Regions from separate parts of the Zea mays genome. Here all the other regions are linked to region 2. A link is a contact called in public Hi-C data. All regions are on one chromosome and are shown on one strand. Each heading gives the region's core, a stretch centred on a gene start, on an enhancer-like site or on the middle of the called end of the contact. The rest is flanking DNA. Distances are from core to core; before and after follow the strand shown. Region 1 holds the start of LOC103650874 (structural maintenance of chromosomes protein 2-1). Region 2 holds the start of LOC100384162 (putative recA DNA recombination family protein). Region 3 holds the start of LOC103650882.

The links. Hi-C and Micro-C count contacts between places; a contact is called where the count stands out from the background.
Region 1: a Hi-C map of tassel shows a contact between it and region 2, with 1.5 times the contacts expected there. The contact joins the promoter of LOC103650874 here to the promoter of LOC100384162 in region 2. A contact is called at or near these places in 4 of 25 Hi-C or Micro-C datasets (bundle sheath, ear, endosperm and 1 more).
Region 3: a Hi-C map of leaf shows a contact between it and region 2, with 5 times the contacts expected there. The contact joins the promoter of LOC103650882 here to the promoter of LOC100384162 in region 2. A contact is called at or near these places in 3 of 25 Hi-C or Micro-C datasets (ear, endosperm and leaf).

What each region holds. Positions count from the first base shown.
Region 1 is chr3:170,669,692-170,673,731 of Zm-B73-REFERENCE-NAM-5.0, reverse strand. It overlaps LOC103650874 (structural maintenance of chromosomes protein 2-1), which reads right to left and starts at 1,578. Exons shown (of 20, transcript XM_008676465.3): 1 at 968-1,578. The coding sequence starts at 1,498.
Region 2 is chr3:171,053,608-171,057,412 of Zm-B73-REFERENCE-NAM-5.0, reverse strand. It overlaps LOC100384162 (putative recA DNA recombination family protein), which reads right to left and starts at 2,058. Exons shown (of 8, transcript NM_001176740.1): 1 at 1,926-2,058. The coding sequence starts at 2,000. LOC100272546 reads left to right here and starts at 2,706. Exons shown (of 7, transcript NM_001147014.1): 1 at 2,706-2,962; 2 at 3,253-3,390; 3 at 3,495-3,554; 4 at 3,656-3,805. The coding sequence starts at 3,286.
Region 3 is chr3:171,357,135-171,360,645 of Zm-B73-REFERENCE-NAM-5.0, reverse strand. LOC103650882 reads left to right here and starts at 1,370. Exons shown (of 13, transcript XM_008676473.3): 1 at 1,370-1,745; 2 at 2,851-2,989. The coding sequence starts at 1,461.

The DNA.
Region 1 (4,040 bases), core at 329-2,828, 380 kb after region 2:
TCAACAAAATATGAACAAATCCAGTACCATTATAAGCAACTTTGTAGTTCCTGATTACTCTTAAGAAAAAATAATCAGTTGTTAGAACACCCATTAACAGAACTCCAGTTTCATATACATCAACTAAATGTTTGACTTAAAATGAGTCAGGTACACACAGATTAGCAAAAAAAAACAGTGTATATTTGACTAAAAATCCTCTAGGCACATTTCACATCAACATTCATAGCAATTTGCAATCCCTGATTAAAAGTAGGTCATCTAGTACAGATTTTAAAAGAACCCCAGATTCATACACATCAACTAGGTGTTTGACTGAAAAACTGAAAAACAACAAGCTAGACACAGATTTAATTCAGCACGCATAGCAGATTAGTAATTACAGACTTCCATGAACACATCCAGTTGAGCACTTGGAACAACATATTTAACAGACACTAAACCTCAGTTAGCTACAGTTTTTAGCAACGAGACAAAAGGTACTTCATATCAAAATTCAAACTCAGAATCGCCATCTCCAACGCTTCAGTGTACAAAAAATACAAAACGATTCCAGTTCACAAAAACCAAAAAACATACAAACAATTGAACCCTGGCATCAAGAAATTCAAGTATTCAACAACTTAGACGTGAAGGATGAAATCACACAACCTCCTCAAAATTCCAGCTCCAGACATCGCAAGTCACCATCTCCTTTTACCTGAAACCACCTCATGCAGCAGCTCCTCTTCGGAGTTCGCAGGGCAGCATCTTAATCCAACTTGACACATCAGCGCCGAAATTGAGGATATGCAAATCAAAATCGTGGCGCAAACCCCAAATCACCTACCCCCCCCCCCCCCCCCCCCCCCCCACACACACACACACACACACACACACGCACACAAAAGGAACTCAAACATGCAGTAGCAAGGGTACGCTTCAGAAGGCCGCTTGAAGTAATGAAGACGGCGAAGGGATGTGTAACCTGGCGCGTGACAGTGATCTCCGGGGAGTCCTCGTAGCCGAGCGGGGAGCGGGAGCGGTCGGAATTGTCGAAGACGATGGACACGGTAGCCTTGGTGACCCCGGCCTGGCCTTGCTTGTAGACGAGCTCCTGGAGCGAGGCAGCGCGTACCTGACGGAGATCTGTGATGCCGAGCACGAAGCAGATGGAGTCGAGGATGTTGGACTTGCCGGAACCGTTGAGCCCGGTGATGGCGTTGAACAGCGGGTCGAACCCCGGCACCACAGTCCGTCCCGCGTACGACTTGAACCCCTCGAGAGTTACCTCCTTGATGTGCATCTCGCCGGCCGCCGGCGAGGCGTCGCCAGTCGGTGATGGTACTAGGGTTCGAGGGGCTCGGGCGGGAAACTTTTGGAGGCGTTGGGGTTTTCGCCCTTTCGGGGGTTGAGGAATTCGAAATGTTTCGAAGTGGAAGCGATGGAGGGGAGCGTCACTTGTCACCCGGCCGTGTGTGGAGAGCAGCCGAGTGGCCGAGATCGAGGCATCGAGCATCGAGCGATGACGAATTGACGAGCTATTCTCGTGTCCCTCTGACCGGAGCCTAGTAGCTATTCGTCCGATTATTTAGTCGTGCTTTCTGGTCTTAAGTCATGGTATGTATTGACTTTATTTAAGTCTTTATTTGGTTGTTTATATATTTGAATCGTGAATTGTACGAGTATATACAAAATAATTCATTTTTTGCGTGATTGGTTAATCGTACTTTCTCATCTTGCGCCATTGCGTGCATTGACTTTATTTAGGTTTTTATTTGGTTGTCTCTATATTTGAAGCGTGGGTTGCACGAATGAATACAAAAAAAAAATCATTTTGAGGTTATTTGACTGCATCTGCTCATATGTCAAAAACTTCCATTTCTAGCTGACCTAGATGGCACAAGCCTGGCCTGTGATGCTCAGGCAACCAATCAGGTAGTATTTGACTGATTTCAACATATTTTCTAAAAATTATTCATTTGTATTGTTTTGTACTGTAAATTACATTGTTTGTATATTGTAGTTTAAATATAAATATGAAAATAAGTAAGATGCTGGAGATACCCTTTGCTCCTACGAGCCACCCTCCCGCTCCCCCTTTCACCGTGGACTTTACAAAAGGGACACGCCTACGTCAAACAGCGCCCTCGTCGTCGCCCCCTGGAGAAGTCAAGAGGGTGTGTCAACCATTTTCCCCTTAGAGAGGGGGAGCTCTAATCTCCCTCTCTCCACTAATTGATTGTATTTAGTGTAAAATTAACATTTTTTAGTTTTATTACCATATAACAATGTGTATTATGGTACTAGAAATACGGTAGTATTTTTTGAAACTCCAAAAACTGAAGTGTAAAGGTAAAATAGCCCAGTTAAATGATAAAAGGGGAACTGAATAGGGGAAATGGTTGGAGATGAGGATAAAATAGCCCAGTTAAATAGTTGAGGGGAGGTATTTAAATAAAAATAGAAAGTATGAATGGGGGATTTGGGAAGGGGAATGGTTGGAGATAACCTAGATGTGATCAATCTAGTCGATTTTTAGAGTATGGTCTAGAATATTGTAAGTATCGTCCGAATCTTACTCTACACCTACCCACAAATAACCAAACACACATCTCACACACCTAAAGTCTGACTCAGACAACGCAAAAACCAGGCAACCAAACACATCCTTAGATGTCCAAACATGTCGTTTGGCTTGGTTTGGTATGCCTAGCACAACAAAAAAACGCCAGGCTAAATATAGTATATAGATTAGTTACATGATCATGTTGTGTGTCCTCGAGGAGCATCCTTGTACAGCTCATTATTGTCCGCCTTACCTTTCCTTGTATTTCCAAGAGATAGGCAATCGAACAGAAGCGGCTCGAAGTTGTCCGTATGGTACATGTTTATGGTCATCCTTTGACAGGGTAAAAGGCATGCAACAAGTGTTTAGAGTAAAAAATGCACCATCCCTTCCTTTAATTGCATGCTTCTCTCGAGCTATTGTGTTCTATCAAGAGTGTACGCCTAGACAACTGGTCCTAACGTGCTTGGGGTCACGTTCGACCTAGCCGATAATTCGGGTTGTGGGAATATCAAATAGGTTTCTCTTGGTCAATATGCCTTTGGTTGGGGATTTTGGTCAGACCTCCCTTAGTTGTGTCTCACCTGGTTTGGCTTGTTTTTGGTCGAGGGTCGAATTAGGGCTCACCGAGGTTGGGTTTGGTTAGGTTCCATCTGATCGAGATATTAGGTCAGAGTTCATCATGACAATATGATGTTTTAATCTCTAAGAGTGCCTTTTATGTTGATTTTAGGGTACCCTATGTATGGGTACGCGTTAGTTGGCCTCCACGAGAGCTGCCTTAGGCCACCAAGGATGACGAAGAAGCTAGACAAAGCCACTTCTCTAAGTAGCTCATCAAACAAGCCCTCGAGACTCTAGTTGTTGCTGGGAAATTGAGCCCTCCTAGGTCGATGAAGAGGAAAGTGATCCAATTGATGACTCAGATGACGATGATGATGCAACACCTCCTCGGCTCTAAGTCCTCGGTGCTCCAAGTGTCCCTAGTCTAACATCCATATTAGGATGCCTCTCTATCCTCAAAGGGATAACTCAGAGCTAGTGACGACAACGATGACCAACCCTCCGATCGACTTTACTGCCGAGCTAGAGGCTCATGATGACTCAACCACCAAGAATGAGTCCCGAAAGAGCTATTCTGGTCCTCCAAAGGAATTATTAAAAATTCTACACAATATGACTATTTCGTAGACATTATTTTTGTTATAAGAAAACTTTTTAGTGTAAGCCTTTGTTTTTGCTAGACAATCTACACTGTTGTATAAGGACAAGGGCTTGGCCACCAGCACTCTTGTTGGTAATGAGTCCAAAACCATTCTAAATCCAGCACTGGCTAAAGTGACGACTGATGCTAAGTTCCCTAGAGCCCTCGTGGACTTAGCCCAAGATCGTCTAGCCAAGCCGATCAACCTTAAAGAATTTATCCTCGAGCTTAAGATTGATCCTATCATTGTGCCTGCAACAGCATCGACCGCGACACCTACCAAGTCAA
Region 2 (3,805 bases), core at 809-3,308:
AGACTTAGATGGCATGGTAATCATGGTTAGAGATACACCTATTAGTGAGAAGTTTTTCATAGGAGATCTCAATGGGCATGTAGATACAACAAGTGTAAGTTTTGAGGCGGTTCATGAAGGTTTTGAGTATGGTAGTAGGAATCAGGAGGAAGAGGAATCTTGGACTTTGCGGTAGCTTTGACATGTTAATAGCCAACACTTTCTTTAGGAAGAGACCTCCATTTAGTGACCTATATTAGTGGCCAACACTAGTAAGATTGACTTTGTCCTCATGAGAAAAGAGGATAAACAACCATGCTTGGATTGTAAGCTGATACCTGGAACTGTATTTCAACATAAGCTTGTGGTGACGGTCTTTTATTTCTAGGTGCGGGCCCATAGAGATAAACAAGCCAAAATTGCGAGAACAAAGTAGTGGAAAGTGGAGGGGAGAAAGCAGAGGTCTTCAAGGAAAAGACCATCAAAGAGGGCATTTGGAAGGAAGAATACATAAACAACATGTGAAAGAAGATGGCAACCTACACATGGAAGGTGGCCTCAGAGGTGTGTGGGGCAACTAAAGGGAGTGAAGGCGAAACTGAAGATACTTGGTAGTAGAATGACAAAGTCCAAAGGCAGAGCAGAGCAGGGCAGTGGAGCAGAGCAGAGCAGGGCGGTGCGCCGAGTGAAGCAGAGCATGGTGAAGGGTAGGCGAAGTAGCTGATGGGGAAGGGGAGGCGAAGTAGCTGATGGGGAAGGGAAGGAGAGGCAGAGGAGGGGGTGAAGATGATGGCGACAATGATTTCTCCTTGGCTGGCAATGGCGACAATGATTTCTCCTTGGCTGGCAATGGCGGTTTGTTTGCCCACTTTTTAGTCTTAAATACTACTGCTTGTTTCACCCTGCCTAAACCTAGGCATTCGGCACGACAACCCCAGTCGATGTCTAGGGATCCTCGCCACAACGCCTTGCTCTCCAGGCACCCGCCGTGTTGGCTTCAGGCAAGGCGACACACCATGGCGAGTCCGGGCACCTGGACACCTAGTCAGCGCCTAGGCATCGCCTAGGGGACACCGTGTTAACCAAGCATGGATGACTTCTCGATTAGAATAGGACTAACCAAATATTTGATATGTCTTTCCATTTCTGCAGTAGGTTCTACCCCTGGACTACAGGACTAGGAACAATTGGTGAAGAAGAATAAAGATTTTGCTTCACAACGACGGTTTCCATAAGTTATCTATCTTTACATTATTTGCCATGTATTAGTTTTTAGCATACTTTTGTCACAACCCTACCATGATTTGGCCCAGGGCTTCACTTAATCCTGGTCGGCCACTGCGCGATAGCAATGAGAAAAGAGAAAGAAAAGTTGTTACGGAAAGAGGCAATAAAAGAAGACTTGAAAGGATGAAGTATAACTAAAAATATAGTCTTAAATAGGAGTCTATATTGAATTTTACCTCTAATTTATGGGTTTTATTGAAATTTAACAGCATACGCCAACTTATTTGGGAATAAAAAATTTGTTGTTGTCGTTGTTGTTCTTGTTTTCACACAATAGGAAAAGAAATCTACCACACAGTAAGATCAAATAACATTTCCAAATAGGAAAGTGATATTCGGGCGGCGCTCAATAAAGCAGGTAAAAGCAAGAGATAAACCTACAAATTAAGTTATGGGATAAAGTCATAAAACACGTTGACACGGAGCTACAAGGGTTCACCCGGTCACTAATTGAGATTGAAATCGAGAGGGATCAGCCCCACAGACCGTGATCATGCATACAAACGATCAAACTCCCGCGACCAAACTAGGACTCACTCTCAATCAGCATAGTAGAAAACTCAACTAAACGCATCGAGCATTCGACCGAGAATCGCCAGTCGCCAACCCAGCCCAGCCATAAGAAAGCTTAAATACAGAAGAGAAAGCGAGGGTTGGACCTCAGGGTGAAAAGAAGAGGCGGCGGCGGCGGCAATGACGCGCCGCAGCGACGCGCGCCTGAGGAGGGTCGTCATGGAGCCGGCTTCGCCTCCAACCGCTGCAAGTCGCGCGGATGAGGGCGGAGGCGAGAGGTGAGGGGCTAGGGTTTAGGGGTTTTGCGGGACTCAGGGTTTTTTTTTTTTTTTTTTGGCTGCGCTCCGCCGCCTCTCCGGGCTCCTCCAACTCCAACTCCGGGTGTCGGGATTCGGGAGAGCGCCCGCGGGCCGGCGCTTGCTGTGTACACTCCGATTGACCGACCGTAGACCCGAAAATACCTGATGAGCAGAGTCTGTTTGTGAGGGTCTCGGAATAACTGATGAGTCATGACCACAGTCTGTGGATGTGGTCCACGAATGGTTTTGTTGACTGCAAGTGGGTCCTCGTATACGAGATCCAATTTTTTGTTTTGACGGTTCTTTTATCGCCAGTGGGCTGGCGCAGAAGCCTCTCATGGCCCATCATCAGTTAACTGAATCGGCGTGGCGTGGCCCATCTGCCATCTTCGTCTATCCCTTTCATTTCATCTCAGTTTTGCAGTTTCTACTGCTGTCTTCGCTCCGAAATCCAACCGAAATCTCAGAGGTCAGAGGAAAGTAGGAAACCTCGTTCGGGAACCTGCTTTGAGTGAGACTCCAATCCTTGGGCGCCATTGCCGCCTGTTTTTTGTGCTCGGAAAGGTGCGTTTATTTCCCTGTCCGGGGCGCTTTCCCTTCTCTTCCCGTTGCTTATCCACGTGGGGTTGCCGTGAATCCACCGTCTTCTCCGCCTACAATCTCTCAGCAAAACCACCAAAGCCAGCTGCTCATTTGGGGGAAGACCTTCTTTGAGTGAGGTCCAACCCTTGGGGGCCATTTCAACCTTCGTCCTCCGCAATAAAAGTTGGGCAATCCTATGTCAGTCACTTCTCTTCTAGCCCAACCCATTCCATCGCTGTTTGCTCCTTCTCCCGCGCCTTCGAGAGCTCGCCGAAACCGAACCTCCCGGCGGCGTTTCTTAGGTAACTCCGGCATTAGTCTTTGTGCTTGTGGTCAGGGAAAGACAGCACACATGGATCAGTTGAACATGTGGTGTAGAAAAACTGGTGGTCGAAAATGTGAAATGATCCGTCTACTTCATGCATCTGTTTTCTACATTTTTCTTCTTATTTTTTCGGATTACTGTTACACACTTCCATATGAACAACTGGGCATTTTCTTAAGTGATGCTCGTTCATAGCGACCTTGTATTGAACGCAATGCTAGTAATGAGCTGTATGGAACTTAGCTAACACAAACTCATATGTTGCAGGCGCTGTCTGATTCCTGTATATTTATTTTGGCAATGCTTTCAGCTGCAACAAAACTAACCATGGATGGCACTAGCTTTGACCTGACAGAGCACGAAGGTTCAAATTTGTCTCCTTTTCTACTCAAACTTTTTAATGAGGTTTGTAACTTTTACATGTCTTAGACACATCATTTCTGCATTACAATTATGATTTGTATCGAAAGAAATGCTAGTTGAAGTATAAACATGAACGGTCATTGCAGTGGGATGATCGCAAGACAAGGGGCTTGTTTCACCATGACATCAGTTCCTGTGAAACAAAGGTTTTTTTTTTCAAGATCTGATTCTCTCCTGTTAACTGGCCATGGCCAGGTGTCTTTTGTTGATTTCATTTCTCGCTTAATTTTGCATGATCATGCCATAGGTGCTACCTGGAGTACATAATTTTGTGGCAACATTAATTGAAGGACGTGACCAAAAGAAGCGGCCAACTGAGTTCACAATGAACCAAGTTCTCCAGCCATTTGTTAGTGAGAAGTTCAATTTCACAAAAGTCAGCCCGTTGGAGGTGATC
Region 3 (3,511 bases), core at 121-2,620, 300 kb before region 2:
GTCGATTGTTTTTCTGTCATCTTTGCCTCCGTGAATTTTGCATACTCTCCCCAGAATGCCCATGAATTCAGTGGCCAACTAATCCTGAATTTGCTGTTGTGAGTCTTGAGTGCAGACAACAGTTTAGAGGTACCCGTACGGGTATGATGCTGCTGTGCGCTCGCTGGAGGCTGTAGATTCTTTCGAAAGGCCGCAACCGTGAAACTTTGGGCAAGTGTTTGGATGCATGGTTAATATTGAGTTTTATGGTTAGTTGTAGTAACCTATTAAACCACATATTATTCCTAGACTTATCTTGATCAATACTTGTGACGTTTAGAAAAAGCAATATGTTTGTGCTCGTACCAGCTTTACATTACTACCATTTTTCATATGAATTGATCGATTCTTTGATGTGTGGTTTGTTTAGCATGTTTGTGGTGGTACAAAGATTTCTTAACTGTCAAAACTTCTATACCAGGCTTATGGTATTGTTATTAATGAAATCCCCTTTTTTGGCCACACATTTGTTCATAAGTTATCATGATATTATATGTTTCCGTTGCAACGCACGGACACTCACCTAGTAACCATTGAAGATGATAAGATATCAAGGGATTTTCAAGATATGAGAACGCACAAGATTAAATTATCTCTCGCTAGTGGTATTGATAAAATACTTGTTTTTATTATTTGCTTAGTACTACCTTATTAGTCCATTTTATTTCTTTAATATATGATTTCTTTTAAAAGTTCTACCACTAGAATTAGAGCTACTATAAATGAAGATATTACTCGGGCATCTATATGTTCTCTCTTTAGACTCAATTCTATTATTCAAATATTATATTTTAAATCTTACTTTTATTCTATTAAAATCGATGAGAGCTTTATTAAATTCTGGATCCCAACAGTGTTCGCCAAGTGGGAGTGGACCCTTAACGTTGACTAGTGACACCTACCGCAATGACCTCGTCCTAGGCAGTTACGCGATGTGCACATGCCAACCACACCCTGGTCCACAGTCCACACAAAATGACGTGTGGGGTCCGCGTCAACAGACCTTTCTAGCACACTAGTACAAACCGAGGCTTAACACTAACACAAAACTAATTACCGATTCGTAGCTGACCAGTGGACCTAAAGCCAGAGATGATCTGTTCGGGCCCGCTGAACTAGCGCGTACTAGTACTGTAGCCGGAGTAATTTGCTTTTGGCTTCGCACAATCGCACGCGCAACCAGAATTTCGAAGACAGCGCGCTGCGCGCAGCGAAACCGAGCAGCTCAACTGCCAACTAAATCGCAGTACAGGTCACACTCCCACTGACGCCGGGCCCCACCTCTCCCCCCTCATAACAAACCCAGCGGTACCCGTGGCATCTCGTGCCCGGCCACAGTGCCGGCCTCGTGCGCCCCCGCCTCGTCGCCTCCGCTAGCCACCTGCCCGCTTCCGCCCTCTCTGCCTCGCAGCAGCAGCGGCATGGCCGCCGGCGTGCTGTCTACCGTCCGGTGGTCCACCGCTTGCGCGGTGCTGCTCAACGCCATCGCCGCCTCCACGGGCGCCGCCGTCGCGGCCGTCGCGTTCGGCCGCTGCGGCGGGGGCGCCATAGGCCCGGCCGCCGCCGCCGCGTCCGCCGCGTTGGCAGCTAGGCTCCTTGCTTCCGCGGTGGCGGGATTCGCGCAGGGCGCTGCCGCCTCCGCTATCGCCGCCGGTGCTATCGGGGCCCACGTCGACAGCGAGCGCGACCTTCGCCAACTCTCTCGGGTAAGCTTCAAGCTCGAGAGATCAATGCACTCTGGTGTTCTATTTAATCCACCTCAAATTGCGTATTAATATTGATCCCTAAAATGCGAAGTAATTAATTGTTCAAAAATAGCGTGGTAGAGTAGTAATGTCTCTGAAGCTCGGGGTAATGGTAGCAGCGGCATGAATGACCGGATAGGACGCAAGTTCTCCTCGACCTTGCAAATTGGGTTTTCAGACCACACCTCGAGGTAATGTGGGATGGCAGAGGTGGGAATCGTGTGGTGCGCTTGGTTGTTTTGGACATTAAGGCAGCCGCAATAGCGTAGATAGAACACCTTCTATAGCAACATCAATATCATCTATATACTATACTACTATAGTAAATCTTTGCAATGGTGTATTTATAGTAGATATCTATAGCTATTTTTAATACTTAATACACTCCCTGCACTACATCGGTTTCTGCGTATAGACTTTACTCCAGGTTCATAGATAGCAGCACTCTCTTTATTTAATTTGTTGCCACATAGGATAGATGCTGGCATGCATTCCTTATAGAGATTAGAGAGCTGAGTGTGTACCACTGCGGTTGCCCTTAGGTCCCTGAGATGTCTGTGGCGCTAGGTGCTTGCAATACGGAAGTGGTTCTTGTCAGCAGAATCCTCTTGGCTTCTGGCCTTCTGCCCTGAGGAGTGTCATGGCCTTATGAGTGTAGCAAGATGGCAGCGGTGTCTGGGTTACTTTTCCCAGCTTGAGGCTTAATTAGTTCATTATGTAGACTGGGAGCCAGGGCTGTGTTCATACATTCCTCGTGCACAGCTTGCAGCATTACCATATCTGAATCTTACATCTGTCTCTATCATGATTCATGGAAGATTATCAGTCATAAAAAAATGAGAATGGTATTCTCAACTGCTCCCTTTTTTCGCTCAAAAGCGTGTTCTGAACTTGCTGTAAGCAATGCCGTTGAGATTTCTTTTTGGTAGTTTTGCCTTCACCAGCATGGAGCAATTGCTTTACTTTGTCCAACAGACAAGAGTCGCCTTTTAGCATTTTATATGTTAACATAATGCATATGAGCATATCCATTATTGTAATAGTATCAGAAGCTTTATGTGAACAGCTACGATACAAGAGATGGCTTTGGTGGACAAGATTTGGAATGATCATTACAGTGCTACAATTTGTGTTGGCAATTTATTTGATGTGTATCATCTTAAGGGATGTCTTGGCTGGAGGGTCTCCAACACAGTGCTTTTCAGGTACATGCAAGATGACATAAACTATTTTTGGGGGTTTGGGTTGGATGAGATGTTTGTTGAGACTTATACAGTGATATATATCTTCCTCATAATCCTGGAATTATTTTGGTTTCTTTAGGATTCTATCTGCTATAGTGCATTTCACAGGATTTGTTATTAAACGAATTCACTTTTCTTTTACCCTTTCTTCTGTTTTGTATGCTTTTTCTCTATCTCTACTATATAAAGCACGAGTTTCCACGGTTCCACAGTCGGCGTGCGTCACCCCTTGTCCCCTCACATTTAAATAGTAATAAAACTAAAATTATGCACAAATGAGGATTCGAACCATGGTTGTTGGCTCCAAACCCACATTCACACCAGACTAGACAACGTAACATACATGTCTTTATATTTTATATTCTATACTCTAGCATAAATGAAAACCATAGCAATGTATGAACACTTTGCTAGTGTGCTTTATGTGTAACTTTTCATTGTCAAAGAGTGAGTTTGATAAATATATGGATGGACATATTTTAG